Regions from separate parts of the Astyanax mexicanus genome. Here region 2 is linked to region 1. Evidence: chromatin contacts called from public Hi-C data. All regions are on one chromosome and are shown on one strand. The core of a region is the stretch at or near the end of the contact, and the rest is flanking DNA. Distances in the headings are between cores, read along the strand shown. Region 1 overlaps abat (4-aminobutyrate aminotransferase). Region 2 holds the start of abat (4-aminobutyrate aminotransferase).

Region 1 (5,526 bases), core at 144-2,643:
ATACTAGAACTTTAACAAGGTGGAGTAATTTTAATCCAGTATGAGTTTACAGTGTGTCTGATTGACAGTACTTGTGGAGGGAATATAAGGCACCATGAATATATAGTGTATCTAATGAATATACAATGTATATGTAATTTTTTTAGTGTGAAAGTGATACTTATGGAGAAATCTTCATCCAGTATATATTTGTTTTAGATTTTACAGACTGAACGTAGTTGTGGAGTGATTTAATCCAGTATGAATCTTCAGTTGTTTCACAAATCTCACAGCATTTTAATTTGTATTGTAATATTATTATTATTTGAGAATATCTCTCATACTGTATTGTGTGTGTATCTGAATCAGGGCTACAGAATCTTTAACACATGGATGGGAGACCCCTCTAAGAACGTGTTCCTGACGGAGGTCCTGAACGTGATCAGGAGAGAGAACCTTCTGGATGAGGTGGCTCGCTCAGGGAAGGTTCTGCTGCAGGGACTGTACGAACTACAGGTAATTATATATCTCTATTTTACACAGTGACTGATTTACTTTTCTTTTTATTCGTATATTGTATTTGTAGTGATGTTCATGATCAGATTATAAGTCATTGGCCTTTCACAGTCATTTCATTATTGACTTATCATGCAATATGGTAGTGTGAAAAAGTTTCTATTTTTTTTTTCTATTCTATTTTTCAATATTTTTTTCATTGGTTGTTCAGATTAGCAATTTCATACCTTCAACCAGAAGCCAGACTCTCATTGGAAGCTATAGGAAGAGTTTAAAAGGCTGTTATTTCTGCAAAATGAGGATCTACTAAATATTAAAGTAATTTTTCTGTTGGGTTGCCAAATTTATGCACCTGCCTAATTTAGTTTAAAGAATTATTGCACACTTTCTGTAAATCCTATAAATTTCACTTTCTTAAATATCACTGTGTTTATCTACTACATGATATATTTAACTGAAATTGCTGATCTGAACAACCAATGATTTATAAAGGAAAATCATAAAAATGACCTCACTAATTTTAGCTGACCCCAATATTGCCCTTTGGGTTTACATGTGAGGAGATCCCATTATTAAGTGTGATCGAGTAGTTTTAGACTTGTTGTTTTATTTATTTAGAATAGCCTCAAATCATTTTCCTATTTTAACATTACAGTATTAATATCTGAATATGCTTAAAAATGGCATGGATCTATGCAGTGATAAAATTACAGTAATATTGTTTATCGATATCATTTTATTGGCAATATATCATTCATCATGACAGACCTAGTCAGTCAGTGTTGATAAAGTTTTAGAAATGTCTCAAATGCCTCTCTCTCTTCTTTCTATCTCTCCTTTTGTTCAGGCTCAGTATCCTCACATCCTGAGTCGGGCTCGCGGCCAGGGAACCTTCTGTGCTGTAGATGCCCGTGACGATGTGACCCGGGACAATCTCCTGCTCAAAACCAGAGACAAGGGTACGCAGAAGCTCAGAATCTGCAGATTTGTGTAGTTTTTACCTTGGTTGTAATAATTAGGGATTGATTTTAATCCAGTATGAATTTGCAGTGTGTGTAGTTTGTGTTATCAGCAGATTTATACAGATTTAAATCATTCTACAATTAATACTGTCAGATTTGTGTAGTTCTTTACTTTGACAGTAATAATTATAGATTGATTTTAATTTAGTATAAATCTTCAGATTTGTTTAGTTCTTTACTTTAACAGTAATAATTAAGGATTGATTTTAACTTAGTATCAATCTTCAGATTTGTGTAGTTCTTTACTTTAACAGTAATAGTTATGGATTGATTTTATTTTAGTATAAATCTTCAGATTTTGTAGTTCTTTACTTTGACAGTAATAATTATGGATTGATTTTAATTTAGTATGAATCTTCAGATTGGTGTATTTCTATACTTTGACAGTGATAATTAAGGATTGATTTTAATATAGTACGAATCTTCAGATTTGTGTAGTTCTTTACTTTGACAGTAATGATTCTTATTTTAATCCAGAATAAATTGTATAGATTGTTTGTCATTCTTATAGTGGCAGTAATAACTGTGGAAATATTGTAACTTTGTACTGAATCTGCAGTGTGCCAAGTGCTGCTGGAAAATGAAATCCACATCTTGTCAGCAGAGGGAAGCATTAATTAATAGTCCAATTAATAGTTGCCGTATAAGATATACTGTTGAATATTTATGTTTTTTATTTTATACAGCTGTGGCACACTTTGTTGTTGCTAATAAAACAATTATAAGAGATTACTTTTATAAACCTAATCCGTCAGATATCACCTGTTCTGTACTGCTGAATGCAACCCATTAATTTACCTGTCTCCTCAGGTGTTCTCCTGGGCGGCTGTGGAGATCGGTCCATCCGCTTCCGCCCGGCTCTGGTCTTCAAGGAGTACCACGCTCACCAGTTCCTCAACATCTTCAACGACGTGCTGTCTGAATACAAATAAAGTCCCGGAGGCCCAGCCGGCTGACCACAAAGAACAAGCACAAGGGTCCAAGCCCAGATGAGGGGTTCTTCTTTTCTCAACACATCACAGAGCAATCAGTCACTCTTTCTCCTGCTTTCCTTTCCTTTTCTAACTTTCTGCCTTCCTCTCTTCTTTTCATTTACTGTTTTTGTGTTTTTTTTTAGCACTACTTTACACTGCAGTCACACTATAATACGCACAATGAAACGGAGAGCTCTCACGCTACCAGACCCAGTGAACACCTGGGGATTTTAATAAGCTTTACTTACTTTACGAATCCACTGATTGCTGCATTAACAGAAGACAAATTCAATGTTCTCCACACACGTTCCACGTTCCAATACTCCACTCTGTCCACCCAGTCACAAGACCACCCAGCATAGTGAGCTTACTGAGCTTAGAGAAGGTCTTCAGACCTGATACATGCTGCTAGCTGTCCTCACGCAGCGTCCTCTGAACATAAAGAGCGCCCAGACTTTAACTTCCAGCTAAACAGGCGTCTGCTCCCCTACTCACAAGATAACACCTCACAAGTTATCATGTAAAGGTGTGGGTGTTCCCAAGTGGTTGTCTGAGTTCTCTCAATATAGGTACTGCTTTTCCATGATTTCTGTGTTCAGCCAATCAGAACAGAGGTAATTTACAGCTTAAACTGCGATAAATAGCATCGCCTAGCCTTGAGCACGCTGGCCAGCATTTAGCCTCACTCACAAGATAACAGCTCATAACTTATAGATATAGATGTGGATGTGGGTTGCTATCCTTTGACTTTTGGCATGTAGTAGTTGCAGTGTATATCCAAGTTTCTACTGTTATATATGTTTTATATATATATATATATATATATATATATATATATATATATATATATATATATATATATATATATATATATACTCACATATATATATATATATATATATATATATATATATATGTATATATGTATATACATAAATATATATATATATATATATATATATATATATATATATATATATATATAGAACAAAACCACTATTAAGTCTTAAGTGGAGCTCAGGGAACAAAATAAGATAAATCATACGAAAGTTGGAACGAAGAAAAAGCAAGAGTAAATATATATACATATATATAGGATATGGGCTCTTTAAGTTATCTGTCTGAGTGAGAAGCTCCCTCTTGTTTTTCGGCTGCAGGATTTGGAAAGCCAGTCTGGGATCAGTTACTGTGTGTATTGTTCTTTGACCTGTGTCAGTCAGAGCAAATCAATTCCTGGCAGCTGTATTAAAGCTGGCTGCCTGCCAGCCTTCCTCACCGTCCTTTATTAGGAAAATAAAGCATGCCCTTAATCGCACGCAGAACGCCAACTGTTTTTACAGCGAGGAGTGGACCACTGATCTGAGTTTAATCACGCTGTGTACCGTATAAAAGCAGTATTTCATTTCCCGAGGAACCATTACAAATACCAATACAGTCTCATATACAGTACAGTACACTATATAGACAAAATAAAGTATATTTCTTATGAAATCAAGAGTATTACTGCCCAGAGAAGGCTTTCTACTAGATTCACGGACAGCATTGTTGTGAGGATTTAATTGCATTCAGCCACAAATGAGGTGAAGACACTAGTTGGGATCGGTATCATAACAGAGAAGAAGACGTTTTACTGCTGGGTTTTTTTTTTACAGCCCTCTAATCCACAGTAACGTATACAAGTCAGACTCTGCCTCTTTTTAAACTGCTGCTGATGCAGCATTGTCGAGTAGCATCACAGCACAGCGCACTCAGAGGAAAGCACAGCGACTCGGTTCTGATACATCAGCTCACAGACGCAGCCTTGTGCTGATCATCATCACCCTAGGAATGATGAGGGGAAAGAGTGCCATCTACTGTACCCAACCAGAGAGAGAGTGCAAGGCCAATTGTGCTCTTTCAGGGCTCCGGCAGCTGATGGCAAGCTACATGACCGGGATTCAAACAAGCGAGTCCTATTCTTTTGTTAATACTTCGCTACATTAGACAGGCATGCATGTATGTATATATGCACGCATTTGCACTGTGTGTCTGCGTCACCAGTGTTTATAACGTAAATTACAAACTTATTTGTGTTTATTGCAAGGGGTGTCCAAATATTTGCACATGAATTTAGCTAAATCACTTAAAATGTGGTTTAGAAACACTGATATTTGATATTTGGTGTGGGCTTTTGTAATGTAGAAGTGTAGGAAATGCTAGGCTAACATTGCTAACAAAGATTGGTCCCATTTTTACAACCTACTAGTTTCATCACTGACTAAACCTTTGAGTCCCAGTTGAGCTACTAATACAGGAGTCATACAGACATGTTTTCTACTGGAATTTACTGTAAAACAAGGTAGAAACACATGGTTTTACACATGGTTGGACAGTCCAAGTCCAACGTTTGTTAGCATTGTTGTCCTAGCATCTCAGCTCCATTTGAAACTAAAGAAGCTCTTCGTAGATATCTATGTTATCGATTGGCTGTATTTGAGGTTGGTGGTAAATCGTCGTAATTTCTCTTAATTTCTCTTGATTTAATAAGACCTGTGTCCAATTGTACAGTGGATAATAATCCTAATTCCAGGCTAAACCTGCGTCCACATCCTCAGCCCAGATCATCTTCTCCAAAAGCACAAATGGCTGCTGGACTCAATACATTCTTACATTTTCTGATTCTCAATTAAAGGATATCTCATTTTTAACCTGTAAAAATGTCTCTACTTTCCGAGTCTTCGTAGTTCTGGTGCACATTTCCCAAAACACAGAAAAGTCCAGAATACATGTCGTCTAGACTCACTCACAACAGAATGGGAAGCCAATGGGAAGTTGCTAGAGTTGCTGCAGGCCACTCAGATCTAAGCTCATTTCTCTTAATGCTGCACTGGTCACTTCTCAGGTGAACATGACCCCCTGCAGAGTCCGTCCCCTCGTCTGCCGTCCCCATTCAGTGCCACGAACGGAAATAGGCAGCATGCCGTGTTCATATGTTCATGTTTCTGTGGATGTACGTACAGTAATGTACGAATACGATGCTTGGGGTGATTCTCCTG
Region 2 (4,984 bases), core at 2,156-4,655, 46 kb before region 1:
AAACTGCACTGACTTTGGACTTGATAATTAAACACAGTGGATCAACACCAGCAGATGACAGACATGTCTCTCCAAACCATCACTGATTGGTGGAAACTTCACACTAGACCTCAAACAGTTTGGACTGTGTGTCTCTCCACTCTTCCTCCAGACTCTGCTCCCTTAATTTACAAATGAAATGTAAAATGTACTGATGATCAGTGATGGTTTGGAGAGACATATAATCTGCTGGTGTTGGATGGAGACGCAGATTTCATTTTCCAGCAGGATTTGGCACACTGCCCAAACTGCCAAAGTACCAGTTGGTCTTATATAATATTCAATTTTTTTAAGATACAGACTTTTGGGTTTTATTGACTGAAAATCGTAATTATCAACAATAAAATAAATAAATGCTTATTTTTTGAGATGCACCTGTTCTTGTATAATTCAGTATTCTATATGATTCTCTGTTTGGTCTTTGCAGGAGCTTTGGAAGGTGTCTGCCTCATCCCTTTAATCCGAATCCCTCTTGGCCTCCTCACTCAGTCAAGAGCTTTTTTCTGAAAGGATTGCAGAATCCCAGACTACAGCTCTCAGGAGAAAAACCCTAAAGCTGACATTCAGCCGCATGTAGCTGCTCTATAACAGCTGTAAAGGTCTAGACATAGAGAGGAAAATCCTTAATGTGAACAGATTTAGGTTTTTTAAGTATACTATAATGGTCAGTTGTATGTTCTGGTGCTTTTAATTCAGTATATAGGGCTTGTGATTGGTTAACAGAACCTTTTCTACATAAATGAATCTTTTTTAATAGGAAAATGCTTTTATAAGCCGTGTTATTAGTTTTAATAATGAGAGCACTGGGTATATGAAGAATGTGTTGGTTGGTTTTATTTCAGATTGTGATTTGATTCCAGAATGTTGCTGTTTAACAGAACCTTGTATCTCTAAAATGGGATTTTTTTAGGAAAAGGGAAAAACAACATGCCTAATTTAATATCAGTTAATGTAAGAAACTTTATTTGTATTCATTCAGAACCATTTCTATTGGTCCATTCATTGCAGAATGTTCTGGCATTTCCAAATGTTGTAAAGAAAACACAGAGGTATTTATTTAAAATGAGTGTGATTTTTAATTAATCAACTGATTAAATTATTTTCTTTTTATTTATGTGTATGTGTGTGTGTGTGTGTGTGTGTGTGTGTGTGTGTGTGTGTGTGTGTGTGTGTGTGTGTGGTTGTAAGTGGGCTGTGGATGTTTCTCTTTATAGACACTAGAGGGTGCAGTAATCATTTGATATAAAAATACTAAAGAATAGACCATCCTAATTGCAGACTGTTAAAAATAAATTCATAAATATGTGAGGAAGACTTAGTTGCAAAAAAAGCAAGGTTGCGCTTTTATAATGTGTGAATATTTTTAGCCTCTTCTCACCAAACAGAATTTTAATAGAATTTGTGAAATAAACAGGCTTGAAAGTGAGTTGTGTAAGAAGTGTTTTTGTTTCTTATGCAGTTTTACAAGTAAAGAAATACCTATTTTTACAGCATTAATAAGCTCAAAGTAGCTTCACACTTTATTGGTAAAACTCTAAGGGCCCTGGCACTGAGAGCTTTAAATGTGCAGGTAGTTTATTAAAAAACTTTGTTTGTACACACAGTACTTTCAGCTGAAAATATCTATATTGATGCACTTCCACAGAATTAATATTAACATCGCAAGCATATTGGGAGCATCGGCTAAAAGCGTTGTATTTTGTAATGCTAAGGAGTAAATGGAGTTGGAATATTGAACTAAAGTTTGAATTCTTTATGATTTTTCACTACATCCTAAGGGCACTTCACGCCAAATTTCTCCTTTAAATTTCAACATTCCAGCACAATTACCAACAAAGCACACGTAAAATTATATATTTTTATGATTTATTATTCGATCTATACACTTTGATTTGTAATAATAAGTTTGGTTGCTGAATATTTGGTGCATCACTACTCTTTATTTATTTATTGGAAGGACAATAATAACCACCACTGCTTTATTCCCAGTAAAGTGGTCTAACTGCATAATGTTGTCCTGAGGCAACAAATAAAAAAAAACACTATTTTAGTAACTAAATACGATGTTTTGATACCTTTTGTGGCAAAAAAATAAATAAATAAAGCGACATAATAAAAAAATAAAAAATCAATACAGTGTTTTGATGTTTGAAAGCAACCCCATGCCATAGAGGGTTATGTGGTGCATTTTCCTTTTTTTTCTCTTATGAACAGAGCTCTACAGAATAAATAAATACATTTGCATTGCAATAAATATCTATGTGATGTTTTAAGACATTTTGTGACAATACAATTGAAAGGATGGTTTAGTAATCAAAAAAGTGGTTTGTTGCCTGAGGGCAACATCATGCCATAGAAGGCTTAAAGGGTGCATTTTCCTTATTTTCTCCAACTAACAGAGCTCTTTAGAATAAAGAAATAATATTGCATCTCATCAAATATCTGTGATTTTTTAGACATTTTGCGACCAAAAAATTAAAGGGAAGGCGTAATAATCAAAAAATCAAAAATGTGCTATAGAGGATTACAGGGTGTGTTTTCCTAATTTTCTTCTACAAACAGAGCTCTTTAGAGTAAAGAAATAATCTTGCATCTCATCAAATATCTGTGATGTTTTAGACATTTTGCGAACAAAAATTTAAAGGGAAGGTGTAATAATAAAAAAAAATCTAAAATGTGGTTTGTTGCCTGAGGGCAACACCATGCTATTGAGGATTATAGGGTGCATTTTCCTAATTTTCTTCTACAAACAAAGCTCTTTAGAATAAAGTGATGAATTTGTATCAAATTAAATATCTGTGATGATTTTTAATACATTTTTAAGACAATTAAAGGGATGGTGTAATAATTAAAATATCAAAAAAGTGATTTGTGGTTTGTTGCCTGAGGGCAACACCATGCCATAGAGGATTAGGGGTGCATTTTCCAAATGTTATATATTTTATTAGTTCTTTAGAATAAAGAAATGAATTTGCATCGAATCAAATATTGATAATCAAATCTAATCTTATTTTTAGAGTTGAAAATGTTATCTTTGTACACCTGTTAGGCTGCATTAGCCTACATTAGTCATGTTTTAGCTTGGGAAACAGTGTATTAAACAAAAAAAAATGTAGGTAAAGCACGAAACACTGTACATTATGCGAGCCTACAGTGGGACTAAGACAAATAAACAATAATGTTTAACGTTAAAATGGAGAAAATTCACTGTATATCCTCACAGTGTTAAACAACACGTTCCGAGCTGCCTCGTCTCCTTCCACGTGATTGCCAGCTCCGCCGTAATGCACGGACCAATCAGCGCGCACTCCCTCTTCTCCTATTGGCTGAGAGGCCTCAAGGCCCGCCCTCTCGGAGAGCTGCTCCTTTCTCTGTCAGCGCTGCTTCAAAACAGAGCTGCGCCGCCGCTTCCCCGCGAACAGCGCGTCGATTCCGCCGCTTTCCCCCGCAGCTTTCCCGCACAGAGCCGCGGAGCTTCTGCACGGACCGGCGCACAGAGGCGAGGCGAGGTGAGTGCCCGGATTTCGGACCCTCAGCGGCCGTGTTCAGGGCTGTGTTCAGTGGCTTTGTGGTGGTCTGTTCTCACTGCAGCAGCTTTATAACGTTAGTGCTGCTGAACGGTGGGCTCCGCGGGGCTGCGTTTACTATTAATGTGCTAAAGCTAAAGCTGTAGCTAAACTAGCCTAGCTGTGATACTGTGAGGATTTTTCAGTGTGTCTACACTGTGTTTAAATACAGTTATTAAATATATATTAAAGTATTCGTATATAAAGCATCCATAAAGCGGCTGACAGCTAAAGTGGCCAAAATTCCTCAATAGGAAAGCATTGAGAAGTGTCCGGAAACTTTGGACCCAAATATCAAACCTAGCGGTCTAATTTTCCAAGCTTAGAAGAGTAAATTCGGCACAATGTTGGAAGTAATTGCTCATTTTTGGTATTTATGCTTTATGTATGTCATAGCAGAATATTAGCATTCACTTAGCAACACCTTATTAACCACCTAGGAACACCCTATGTACCATAGCAACAAACACCAGTACCATAGCCACATATTAGCTACATCTTAGCAACCAACTGCAATTTGATAGCAACACTTTATCAACCATTTAGAAACACCTGAGCAACCTACAGCAATACCATAGCAACACATTATCAACCCTGTAGAAACATCTGAGCAACCTACATCAATACCATATCAACACATTATCAACCATTTAGAAATACCAGAACAACCTACAGCAATACCACAACAATACTTTGTCAACCTTTTAAAAACCCTCAAGAAACATACAGCGATACCATAACAACACATTATCGACCATTTATAAATACCTGAACAACCTACAGCAATACCATAGCAACATTTTATCTATCGTTTATAAACACCTGAGAAACCAACAGAGATACCATATCAACACTTGATCAACCATGTAGAAACACCTGAGCAACCTACAGCAATACCATAACAACACATTATCTACCATTTAGAAATACCTGAGCAACCTAAAGCAATACCATAGCAACATTTTATCTATCGTTTGTAAACACCTGAGAAACCTACAGAGATACCATATCAACACTTGATCAACCATGGAGAAACACCTGAGCAACCTACAGCAATACCATAGCAACATTTTATCTATTGTTTATAAACACCTGAGAAACCTACAGTGATACCATATTAACACTTGATCAACCATGTAGAAACATCTGAGGAACCTACAGCAATACCATATCAACACATTATCAACCATTTAGAAATACCAGAACAACCTACAGCGATACCATAGCAATGTTTTATCTATCGTATATAAACACCTGAGCAACCTACAGCAACACCATATCAACACATTATCAGCCATTTAATAATACCGGAGCAACCTACAGCAATACCATAACAGTGTGTCATCCATTTAGAAACATCTAAGCAATCTACAGCAACA

Evidence for each region. Hi-C and Micro-C count contacts between places; a contact is called where the count stands out from the background.
Region 2: a Hi-C map of blood shows a contact between it and region 1, with 6 times the contacts expected there. The contact joins the promoter of abat here to the enhancer-like site in region 1. A contact is called at or near these places in 3 of 3 Hi-C or Micro-C datasets (blood and muscle).

Annotation. Positions count from the first base shown.
Region 1 is chr19:5,517,093-5,522,618 of AstMex3_surface, reverse strand. abat (4-aminobutyrate aminotransferase) reads left to right here. Exons shown (of 16, transcript XM_022675868.2): 14 at 349-495; 15 at 1,343-1,454; 16 at 2,328-2,883. The coding sequence ends at 2,449. Among protein-coding and RNA genes, the nearest start is that of carhsp1, 47 kb to the right of the region's middle. Within about 2 kb of position 1,393, the one cell type or tissue checked has an H3K27ac peak away from gene starts, as active enhancers do.
Region 2 is chr19:5,566,046-5,571,029 of AstMex3_surface, reverse strand. It overlaps abat (4-aminobutyrate aminotransferase), which reads left to right and starts at 3,405. Exons shown (of 16, transcript XM_022675868.2): 1 at 3,405-3,548. It overlaps mettl22 (methyltransferase 22, Kin17 lysine), which reads left to right. Exons shown (of 11, transcript XM_049467924.1): 11 at 467-1,465. The coding sequence ends at 499.